Regions from separate parts of the Mus musculus genome. Here region 1 is linked to region 2. The links are chromatin contacts, called in public HiChIP or PLAC-seq maps. All regions are on one chromosome and are shown on one strand. The core of a region is the stretch at or near the end of the contact, and the rest is flanking DNA. Distances in the headings are between cores, read along the strand shown.

What was found. HiChIP or PLAC-seq counts read pairs in DNA pulled down with a chosen protein or histone mark.
Region 1: a KLF4 HiChIP or PLAC-seq map of embryonic fibroblasts shows a contact between it and region 2, with 14 read pairs. The contact joins the promoter of Bcas3os1 here to the enhancer-like site in region 2. A contact is called at or near these places in 3 of 39 promoter capture datasets (cranial neural crest, frontonasal cranial neural crest and maxillary cranial neural crest), 4 of 484 Hi-C or Micro-C datasets (the N1E-115 cell line, bone marrow-derived dendritic cells, nephron progenitors and 1 more) and 5 of 115 datasets of contacts at active chromatin or transcription factors (the HPC-7 cell line, bone marrow-derived macrophages, embryonic fibroblasts and 2 more).

The regions. Positions count from the first base shown.
Region 1 is chr11:85,718,162-85,724,329 of GRCm38.p6, forward strand. It overlaps Bcas3os1 (breast carcinoma amplified sequence 3, opposite strand 1), which reads right to left and starts at 1,583. Exons shown (of 6, transcript NR_045875.1): 1 at 1,536-1,583. The region is part of intron 22 of Bcas3 (breast carcinoma amplified sequence 3); the gene reads left to right. RefSeq lists an enhancer at 1-6,127.
Region 2 is chr11:85,673,244-85,679,175 of GRCm38.p6, forward strand. All of the region lies in intron 22 of Bcas3 (breast carcinoma amplified sequence 3), which reads left to right. Among named protein-coding and RNA genes, the nearest start is that of Bcas3os1, 44 kb to the right of the region's middle. Within about 2 kb of position 3,613, at least 20 of the 459 cell types and tissues checked have an H3K27ac peak or open chromatin away from gene starts, as enhancers often do.

The DNA.
Region 1 (6,168 bases), core at 333-2,832, 43 kb after region 2:
CTGGCCTTCTAATAAGGGTGATGGGCCTGGGATATGCCCTCTGTCATGTGTTCTGGTCTTACAGGGGAGGAAACAGAGAACACTGGCCAAATATTGACCACTGACTGTCCCATCCTGTTGTAGCATATGGACTTGTGTTTGTAATTCCTCTGAGATAAGATTTTTACCATCCCTTGTAATTTTATTAATCCATTCTAGACTGACAGATGTTGCCATGAGCCTTGAGCTCTTGAGGATTCTTGTTTCATTTCTGATTAGATGATGAGTTTCCTTCTTAAACCCAAGGGTCTATGTATGCACAGCCCTTCTCTCCTAAAGAGCTTGTTTGGGTGCCAGAAAGAACCTTGCTGTTCCCTGGCTGGTACTGGATATCACTTTTCTATATCTGAGCCCTTTCTAACTGGTTCCCTCTTGCAAAGGTAGCACCCAGTATGCTGTCAGTGCTGAAGTAGTAGCAGCTGCTAGATGGGTTTTACTTTTACTTGTGTTTTTATTTTGAAGGGACCTGAGGATAATAAGGGGTGCCCAGAGGACTAATCTGTGGATCTCCATTCTTCTCGAGAGCACACAGAATTTGAGAACACTGAAACTGAGCCAGATAATGACCCAGAGGTCTGCTAAATGTTCCAGGGTGGTTGGCTCTTTGTTCTCACTTATTAGAGTCCAGCTCCGCCTTTCATAGCACAGTAATTGCTGCAGGGCTTGGGCCCAGGTGATCTGTCTCACAGGCCAAGCTGAGGTTGTCTGTTACCGTCCTTTACCGGTCTCTGGCAACAATGGGAAGTGCTACCCCTGAAAGCAGGTTGGTTAGCATCTGGAGCTCAATGAACCTGTTGAACTTTTCCAGCCATTTTGTTTTTTCCTTTCCATCAACCTACTTCTAAGAGGCTCATGTTCTGTTCCAAGGGCACCAGCCTTCGAGTGGGCACTTGTCCATTCCTGGCCTAGGGCAATCAGGTTGGAGATCTCCCGTAGACACCAGACACCCCCTATCTCTCCAACTCTCCTGTTGGCTGATCCCCTTAGTGCTTCTAGGGCACTTGAGGTCATCTTTTGTCCAAAGGAGTGCCACTGTGGCATCTCACCGAGCAGGACTGTGGGTACTCTCCCCATTGCTTTGGACAGACTTGACAATGCCTCTCTGTGTTAAGCACTGTGCGCAGCTCCCTCGAAGTAGGCTGTCATCAGTCCTCACATTTGCCCTGCCGCGGCTGTTCATACACCCGTTTCACAGGTGAGTGTAGGAGAAGTGAAGTAACTTGCTGACGGGTGAGCCGAAAGACCTGGAAAGTCTCCTTCTCCCGCTCTTTACAGAAAGCCCCTGAGACCCCGGTGGTGATTCGTTTACACCAGTGTCCTCAGAGATTCCCAGGTCGCCAATTCAGTGATATGAGCCGAATGCATACAAGAGTTAGTGTGAAAACAGATTGCCACCGCCTTACAAGAAAGTCAGAGAAGCCAAAGTACATTCGACAAATTGGAAGTGAAAAGCTCAAGTAAAAATATTCAGTTTAAGATCATGCGCTGGTACTTACATGAGGTCTATGGAAAATGAGGGAGCCAGCATCGGGTTTCTGGAATATGCAATTTTACAATGGGAACGTGTTATAAAATGTTCAGCCACTGTTGTTTGCCTTGGAATTTAGGGTGAGAGACATGACGGCTGACAACTCTCTTCCTGTTGTAGGTCAGGGCTTCAAGGAACTCTGTAATCTTCCCACCAGCTTTCTTCTCTCCTGGAACTCACGGGTAAAATTAGATGCTGGCTGGACTTCAGTAGTTGAAGGCTTTCAGAAGCCAAGTCAGACAACTGCAACGGCTGCTCTCTCACAGCCCCACGTCGGGAGACACTCTGTACAGACTAACACAGTTTAGTAAACTGATAAGTGTCCTGACAGTCACTGCGTAATAAACAAAACAATGCCACAGGCGTAGAAGGGAGTTGCCTTCCTGTGGGTAACCTCAGAAACAGGGCAGGCTTGGGGGTCTCTCTATTCACATCTCTCTGTTGCTCCCCAAATGTGATGTATACTAAGCTTAAAAAAACAAAAACAAAACAAACAAACAAACAAACAAACAAAAAAACCCTAGACACCCCATGTGAAGATTCAGTTGGAATTGTTTTATGCATTTGAATAGACTCTGAGAGGCAGACATGGTGAAAGGGGTGTGGGAAGAGACCATTGAAAGAGTGAGTGTGCTCTGCTCGCAACCCAGCCTCGGACACATTTATCTAATTTGACACATTTTGCCTGGAAGTCACAGGAATAGACTGAGGTCCCCACCCCACCCCCCCTTGCCCGACTCAGAATATAAAGAGCCAGAGACTAAAACCAGACTAAAAAGGGCTAACCCATTAGGGAAGTACCTCCCTGGGGAGCGGGTGGGCAGGGGAAGGAGGTTAGATGGCAGTTATTAAACACTGAATCAAGAATCTGCTCTGCAGAGCTGCTGCCCCGGGAAGCCTTTCTTCCCAGGCTGAGGCCTGAGCTGGCCAGGAGCAGGGGCTCTGCTTATTCTCCGCTGCAGGATGCTACCCCTTGACCCTTTATAAGGCAGCCTTGCTTGATTACTCCTTTTAATTCCAGGCTCAAAACAGCTTGTAAAGTTGTGTTGTTTTTTCTTTTTATCATTCCTCCCCAGATTGTGTGGGCCACACTGTAGCAAGATTTCCCCTCTGTCCACATCTGTTTTCCAACCTCATTACTCTTCAGTTATTACATTAAAAAAAAAAAAAAGCTGTTTATTTCTTCCCTGCATGTTTTCCCCCCGAGTTTCAAAACCTAAAATGGTAACTGATGTGCTGTTGGATGGGACCATCTTCATGATCTCGGGTGGACATGCTGGTCTTCGCATAAATGCACAGGAATAGATTGAACCTTCTTGTTTGAACTAGCTATGCCTGAGTCAGGGGTCACAGCTGGGCCAGAGCCTGGCAGGCTTCTGGTTCTAGAATCTGGGCACAGAGGTTCATGCTTAATCGCCCTTGAACTTGAGAGGCTGAGACAGGAGGATCAGAAGTTTAAGAGCACCTTGGCTACCTCCAGTATTCTAAGGCTAGCCTGGACTACCAACGCCTCGAATGTGTTCTTTCGGAGGTATCCGGAGATGGCATAGCAACTGGTGTGGCGTTAGCATGACTCTTCGGCACTTTAGGCTTAGTTTAACGATTCAAAGATAGAAGGAAACAGGCAGAGCCCTAGTGTTTAGGGTGGGCTTTGTTTTGGTTTTATGAAGCCAGAGGTGGTTTTGTTCTTTAGGGGGGTTGTTTTGTTGGTTTTCCAAGACATGTTTTCCCTCAGTAGCCTTGGCTCTAAGCCTCTGTCTCCTGAGCACTGATATTAAAGGTGTGTGCCACCACCTGTCACTTGAGGTTTCTTTTATGAAGAGAAATGAAACAAGGGTGTCTATTCACACCATTTCTATGCGAGCTATACAGTATATTGAGAAAAGGTAAGAAATGGAGAGAGACAAAGCTAGGTATGGTGACTTGAATCCCAGCCCTCAGGAAGCAGAAGCAGGCAGATCTCTATGAATTCAAGGCCAGCCCCTATATACATAATGAGTTTTAGGCCAGCCATGGCTACAAAGTGAGACCCAGTCTCAAAAACAAAAGACAAACAAAATAAATTGAAAGGACAAAGCTGAACACTCATCTTTCTGCCTTGGCCTCTCTAGAGGCCATGTAGCTGCTGTTTGGAAAGTCCGGGGGAATGCAGACTGGGTGTGTAGCTCAGCTGCCAAGCACTTGCTGAGCACATGAAACCCTGGTTTCAGTCTGTACCTAAGTCGGCAGTGATGGGAAATAAAAGGATAAACCCAATAGAGTAATTCAGCAGTTACTCTATAATCAAATGATAATCCTATAGGAAAGGGAAAAGACGAGACCTCCCTGCTTCTACGAGGGGGTCGCCACCCAGCCACTCACTCCCTTCCCTATGCTGGGACATCAAGCCTTCACAGGACCAAGGGCCTCCCCTCCCATTGATGCCATATAAGGCCATCCTCTGCTACATATGTAGCTGGAGCTTTGGGTCCCTCCATGTGTACTCTGGGACCTGGGGGCGGGGGGGGGGTGGGTCTGGTTAGTTGGTATTGTTGTTCTTCATATGAGATTGCAAACACCTTCAGTTCCTTCAGTCCTTCCCCTAACTATTCCACTGGGGTCCCTGTGCTCAGTCTGATGGTTGGCTGAGAGCCTCTCTATCTGTATTGGTCAGGCTCTGGCAAAGCCTCTCAGGGGACAGCTATACTTTAATTGTAGATTTATTTATTATTATTATTTTTGTTTTGTTTTGTTTTTTGTCTTTTTTGGGTTTTTTTTTTGTTTTTTTGTTTTTTTGTTTTTTTTTTTTTTTTTTGAGACAGGGTTTCTCTGTATAGCCCTGGCTGTCCTGGAACTCACTCTGTAGACCAGGCTGGCCTCAAACTCAGAAATCCGCCTGTCTCTGCCTCCTGAGTGCTGGGATTAAAGGCGTGTGCCACCACGCCCGGCTATTTATTATTTTTTTGTAAGTACATATGGGTCTGCATTTGTTCATACCATAGCATGTGTAGAGGTCAGAGAACATCTTGTAGGAGTTAATTCTCCTCCTCCACCTGCAGGTTCTAACGATTCAGGTGGTCAGGCTTGCCAGTGTGAGCCTTCACCACTGAACCATCTCAATGGTCCACTTCGTCCCATTATGTTAGGTACCGCACTGGGACATTTGAAGATCATCTGAGGCAATGCATGTCACCAGAGGTAACAGATACCTAGCAATTGTTTCTTTCCTTTCCTTCCTGAACCAGTCAGCAATGCGATAGTGTGGTCTGCTGGGCTAGGATGCATGTGGACCTCATGTGAGGATTATGACCCATGCCTAGATTTAGTTCAGGTTCCATTCTAGCCCCAGTGAGGGCGGCTAGATGTGGTCATTTAAGTGTGACCCTAATGAGACAACGGGATATCTGGGGCTTACTAACCATTGTCTTAGTTCAGGTTCAGTGTGAGACCCTGTCTCAAAGGACTAAGATAGTGAGTGCTTGAGCGGGTCTTCCAGTGTGCTCCTGTACACACACATACACATCACAGTCACACACACACACACACACACACACACACACACATCATAGTCACACACATACACACATCACAGCCACACACAAACACACACCACAATCACCAGAAAAAAAAGAAAAAAAAAAAAAAAAGGAATGAACTTCAGGATCATGCCATACAAAGCCATCATTCCCTAGTAAGTTGTAGATTTCCCTGTGTTTGATGTCCAGTTGTTGCTAATGCCTCTGTGTATAAAAGTCTAAAATATCTATGGCCTGTACCTTCATCCTCACAGATTTTCATAATAAGCACTTGTAAACACGCACCTGAACTTGCTAACTGTGCACATGTCCTTTTCCTCTGTGAAGGCCAGGTCTGCATCTTGTGGAAGCCCATGTGCTTTCACAGAGGCTCACTAAAGCAGTGTTTGGTTACTGTTGACCCATAAGTGAGCAAAGAAATGGCCGCAGGTGGGTATTTGAAAAGAGTGGTCACTGTCCTTACTGGCTCCTCGAACCAGGGCCGTTCTCCCGAGCAATCTCATTTGCAGAAAAGATTGGAGACTTAGTTTCCAGGGGCAAGTGTGAGAAGCGCCTGGGCCTGAATGATTTAACATTCCACTAGGACGGGCATCCGAGAAGTAGTATCTAAGAGAGGGGCGATGAAACAGGAGGCTTAGGAAAATGTTCCTGTCCATGTGCCCGGGGTTACCCAGCAACGTCACATGCAGATGCTGGCGTCTGGCTGCTGCAGGGAGCTGACTTAGTGCCCTCTGCACCTCCGCTTGTGCAGCCCATCCATGCCGTGTTAGAAATTGTCGGTAATCTAAGCCTATTTAGTCTGTTTTCTCCCACTCTGTAAACACCCTTTTTTCCATAGTTGCAAATGTCTCCACTATTATTTGTTTCAATTTGTAAATTTCGAGAAGGGCCAGAATAAACAGTGTTCTCACACGCACACTCCGCACTGCTAAAGATGACCCAGAATTAACAAAAGCAGGGTCCTTGTCTTCTTGTCCCCTTTCAGGGAAGGCGGGAAGGCTGATTTTTTCCATTGCCACAGTGGGTGGTGATGCAAAGGCTTTCGTTTCTTTGGAAATAAACAGTGATCATTTGGCCACAGACACA
Region 2 (5,932 bases), core at 2,363-4,862:
TGCTTCTCGGTCCCGGGAAGAGAGGGAAGGCAGCAGCAAGTGAGTGCCGACACCGACACACATTGCCTCACTGAAGGCACGGCCTTGCAGTCCAGGACCCCTCACGTTAATACGGTCAGCAGCTCCTAAGGTGATGAGTTTGCCCCATTTTGCAGAAGCTTATAATATCTGAAATGATCAGCCCCATCTAACACAAACAACCCAGACTGGAACATGATAGAGGTTGAGTCAAGATTTGGTCCCAAGTCTGTCACCTTATGCCTTTTGTCACCTGCCCTGAAGCATTTATTAGAAATTTCAAAAATACTAGTCTTTCCTCATTTTTTCTTCCTAGCAATAAGTTCGATTTGCTTCTGGATCTCATTGTTTTTCTCAGACTGAAACTGCCTAGATTAGAATATGATCTTATTGGACCCCAAATCTCATTTGATCTCTGGATAGAGCAGGTTAACTTTTAGATGCCAGCTGAGAAGCCTGCCTTATAGGAGGTGCTGAGATACAGGCTGGCCCTGGGCTAACAAGATCCCCAAGTAATCCCTGATTGTGCTTGTTGTCTACCGGGGGTGAGGGTGGGTGGAGGGGGTGGGGGTGGGGGAATAGATTCATCCACCTCTATCAGAGGTGACAGACCAGTGTTTGTCATGTTGCAATTTGGGAAAAATCAAGGTACTGAATTTTCTCTGAAAAGGAACAGCATGGGTGGCCTCACAAACGTGATGCTGTGTGAACTTGGTGTGAACTGTGCTTGTGAAGAGTTACCTGTGCCTGCTGTGCCTGTGCCTGTGCCTGTGCCTGTGCCTGTGCCTGTGCCTGTTCCTGTGTCTGTTCCTGTGCCTGCTGTGCCTGTGCCTGTGCCTGTGCCTGTGCCTGTGCCTGCTGTGCCTGTGCCTGCTGTGCCTGTGCCTGCTGTGCCTGTGCCTGCTGTGCCTGTGCCTGCTGTGCCTGTGCCTGCTGTGCCTGTGCCTGCTGTGCCTGTGCCTGTGCCTGTGCCTGTGCCTGTGCCTGTGCCTGTGCCTGTGCCTGTGCCTGCTGTGCCTGTGCCTGTGCCTGTGCCTGTGCCTGCTGTGCCTGTGCCTGTGCCTGTGCCTGTGCCTGCTGTGCCTGTGCCTGTGCCTGTGCCTGCTGTGCCTGTGCCTGTGCCTGTGCCTGTGCCTGCTGTGCCTGTGCCTGTGCCTGCTGTGCCTGTGCCTGTGCCTGTGCCTGCTGTGCCTGTGCCTGCTGTGCCTGTGCCTGTGCCTGTGCCTGTGCCTGTGCCTGTGCCTATTATCCAAGCTCTGTAAAAACAAAGCTTACTTTTTAGGCAGCTCCTAGGAAGAGTGCTTTTCTTTACAATTTCAAGATGACTCTCTCCCTTCTTTCTTTTTCTCCCTTCCGTCATCTTCCCTCCTTCCCTCCTTCCCTCCTTCCCTCCTTCCCTCCTTCCCTCCTGTCTGGTCTGCCTTCCCTTCTCCCATCTCTGCTCCCCCTGCCTCCCCTTCCTTCCCTTCCCCTCTCCTTCATTTTTTTTTAAGGGTACATCCTTCTGTGTATCCCACATTCATTTTATCTACACGATCCTTCTCCTTTGAAGGCTGCTTTTTATTCTGCATTCATAACCTAGCTGTAGTACACAGTAGCAGTTCATGGGCAGACTGCTTTCACTGTAGAAAACAAATACACCGTTTTAAGAAGGTATTTTTTTGGAGGAAGAGAACTGAATGTTAGTCATCAAACCCCACTGCAGCAAGACTTTAGAGTGTATTCATTGGGCAGTTCTTTGTGGAGAAGAGGAGGCCCAGTGAGCTTTTGAACAGCTTACTGGTTCCACATTCCTAGAAAATCTGCAGAAGAACCGAGGGAAACCGCATGGCCTCTGTGGGGAAGTAGTAAGTATACACACTTAAAAGGTAGTTTGTAACTCCCAGCAACTCTAGCTCCATCTCTGCCAATGCTCTTCTTTTCACTGGTGGTTGTTCTTGCTTCCAGCTGGAACCCTCAGTCTTGTCCCTAGGACCCAAGGGCTAAGTAAGTGTCCCTCTGGAGAAGTCCCATCTTGGCTTCCCATAGGGGACAGCAGTGATGAGCCATGGCCACAGAAGCTCTAATGAGGCAGAGGGATGGAACCAGTAGACCATTAGGAGTAGGGGTTCAGGCTGTGCAGCCATGCCTAGCCCCCTTGGTTCCCAGCTGGGCTTTTGGCAGTCTGTCCCCGGCTGTTTAGCATGGTGACCCAAGCAGCCTGTGATTTACTAACTGTTTTACAAACATTTCCTCACCCTGGGAGGTTTGATGTGCTCCTAGCCCTCCTCAGCTCAGCTGAGCCTCCTCGGGAGCCAAACCTGCCTTTGTTTACAACTATAACGGAAATTTTCACAGAGGGGAAGAAGCGCTCCATGCTCTCCAGCATTTTATTTTTAAGTCAACACTTTCCTCAAGTTTATTTGCACTAAACCAAGCTCTCCTACAAGGTATCCCTCCATATTCAAATGGGAATTGCTGCAGCCTATAAATAGAAGGGAGGTCATGTGAACAGTTCAGAAGACTCAGATATCCCATGTTACGGGACCTTTACATATAGTGCAGGATTTTTCAAAAATAATATTCCATGTTTGGATTTGTCCCTTTTTCCCACACGTATCAGACCAAGCATTATGTGAAAAACTTGAATTTGGGAAACTTGAAGTGGAATCTTTCAAACCCAAAATACCCATGTTAAAAATAACAAGATTGGTTGCTGTGACTTTCTTAAAAGCAGGATTTATAGCTGTTTCATTAAATATTTCTAGAATATAATTGCTTTGAAAACACAGTGGCTTGTTTCCTCCCTTCAGGTCTACTTCCCACCATATCAGTTCGTCTTTTCGTCAGCTGAGCGTGGAAACTAGTAAATTTTTTAAATTTGAAAAAAAAAGTCAGGCTGATAGAAGAGAGTATTAGGAATGCTGAGTCCCTCTGAAATCAAGGCCCAAGCCTGAAAGGAGGGAGTGGGCACTGAGACATAGACTGCCAGCCACCTGCCTCAGCTCTTCAGGCCACTGTTCCAAAAGCAACAGCTACACCTGGCTTTCTCTTCAATTCACAAAACTTGGAAATATGAAAAGACGTGTGATGTTTTTCTCTTTTCTGCCTTAAAGGGGGGGGGGAGGGGCAAGCAACAAAACAAACAGCAAATTCTCTCTTCCCGCCTTCCCAAGGCAGAGCAGTGTTGCCTAAGAGCCATGCAGCCAGAGGGGAAAAGTGGTTTAGGAAGGAAGGAAAATTTGTTTTATTTCAACAAATCCAGCTGGTCTTCTGGTGGGCCCCACACAGTGAGCAGCTATAGAACTGTCCATTGGCCAACAAGACCACGAGAGAGAGAGAGAGAGAGAGAGAGAGAGAGAGAGAGAGAGAGAGAGAGAGAGAACGTTCTGGAGAAGGCCAGTAGAGGGAAGTGGCAGACAAACACCATAGGTGATCCTGTGTGATCCTCAGGAACTGGTGCCGTGGCCGAAACAGCTCCCCAGCAGGAACGTTGATGACCTTGACATACGGGGAACAAATTGCTGTTGGTGATTACTCCCACATGCTGTCAGGCCTGCCCCGCTTTGGGCCCAGTGAGAGCCAGGCTATGCCTCTTTCCTGTTCTTAAGCCCTTGGCAAGCAGGCACAGCCTGCTCTGCCCAGTATTAAAGTGGGAAATGGAAAGTTGCTAGTGCTCTACGCTCACCTCTTCTTAGCCCATAGCTGAGTAGGTTCATGGTCCCTGAGCCCTCAGTCTGTGCTCATATTCGGGAGCAGAGGATCAAAGGAGAAAGGAGTTATTCTCCCAAAGCTCCTGGCAATCTCTCCCCAGCAGACCAATAGAATTTGGACTTCTTCCCCACTGAAGAGTCAATTGAGATGTGCACCTAGTACAATCCTAACTTCTGGCTCCCTTTAGCTTCTGTAGGATGTGTTCCTGCATTTGTGTAGTTCATTCTTTCTAGCACTCCTAATGGTAGGCACTTCCTAAATGTGTCAGATGACCAGGTGACTAAACAGGTGAGTCCTGTGTAGATCAAGATGCCATCTCAGCCAGACTCCAAATAATTACAACAGAGTCGCTGCTTCTAAAACAGGACCCCAAACTGTTCAATGCACAAAGAGTTCGGTCCTGCTTCCTTCCCTATCCTCGCCCTGTTGTATCAGTGGTTCTGTCTCCTGTGTTCCTCATCCCTGCTCTTCAGTGCACATGTCTGCTCTGCTCATCAGCAGTAATGGGTAACGCACAGGCACAGGCGTGTCCAGTCATCGACTGCTCACCATAGCACTTAGTGTAGTAGTCATTGTTACTGTTCTGACAGATGGGAGCCAATTCAAGATTATGAATATGGGCAACACAACCCTTAGTCTTGTTCCCGGTTGCTAGCCCAGGAGCACCCACAGTCCTCTGTCCTATAGAGTGCTGTTCATCCTTGTGCTTCATAAACACAATTACAGTGACCACCCTCAGGAATATTTCCTTGTGGCTTTTTCTTTCTTTTTTAAAAGGATTTATTTATTATTGTACATGAGTACACTGTAGCTGATTTCAGACGCACCAGAGGAGGGCGTAAGATCTCATTACAGGTGGTTGTGAGCCACCATGTGGTTGCTGGGGTTTGAACTCGGAACCTTTGGAAGCCCACTGAGTTCTCTCTGCAGACACATGGCACACATCCGACGGAAGTGCTCCAGGAGCAGCTTTGTTGCTACAGACAAAATGCTAAAAGAAACAGAAAGAAAGAAACAGCAGAGAACAACCACATGGCATCTCCCATGGACCCCCGGGTCGATCCTTTAGATGTTTAATGTGTATTCTCAACAAGGGATACCCCGAGTAATACCTCACCTTCCAGACTGCACCCGTGTTAAACATGTGGGCTCCTGTTCCATCCCTCCGAAACCAGCAGCTGCTCCCAGCTTGCCAACCCCAAGTAAACATCGCCTGTGTAGAAGGGTGAGTCTGGGGAGGTTAAGTAAAAACCCAAAAGCTGTTTGAGGAAGAAGCAGGAAAAAAAAAATGTAACAACAACAAAAGGCCACCCCGAAACAACAACTAGTGAAGAAAAAGAAAATTCCATTCTGATAAGCATGTTTTCCTGCCTTGCTTATGTTGTGCTGTGGAGTACAGATGGCCCAAGAGTGACATCAATTTTAAAAGGTTTGGAGGCGACCTTGTCTCCTTACTGTGTACTGAAAAACCATGCGATTGTCTCAGTTACGGTGATTATTTAATAGAATGTAATTATCTGAATAATTCATTTATTTGACTACTCGTCTGTGTCCTCCAGTCACAGAGGCCAGAATGCCAAAGATCAAGTAGACTGGGAAAATGGGAAAATTCTCATTATAAAGACGAAGGGTGGAGGGAAAGGATGGAATAGTTGGAATTTCAACGCAGTGGTTTCTATTTATCTGAAATGTCAAGGGCAGTGTAAAATGTATTTTTAAAATGTGTTGCTGTATGGTTTGTGCCCATTCTTGGCGTGGCTATGGCTCTACAGAGGCCATTGTTCCTTGAGGAATATGAGGGGGTGTCTTTGTCCAAAGTGACAAAGAGAGGGCTGAGAAGACTGGGCCTCCTTTGTTCCTGTGCGGTGCTGTAAAAGTTGGTTTGAAATTAGGACCTCAGGGAAGGACCTTCAATAGAGAGCTTTCATTTCCTGCCAGCATTTTAATCACTGTGGGGTTTAAAGTGGATGGCCAGCCAGCATAATGGCCCTATGTTTAATAGAACAGCTTGTATTTTGAAGGCCAGTGAAGGGGTCTGTCATCCGCCCAATATTCATCTTCTGTTTCCTGTCCATTTACGAAGACCGCCCACCCTTTTAGGTGGCTCCCTTGCACCATTTTGTAGTGGAACTACTGCGGTTCCTTCTTAAAGAGGCTGAGCTGGGGTGAAAGCAATGCAGCCTGCATTTGAGGCAGGATGGGTGCTAATGAGACCCAGGGT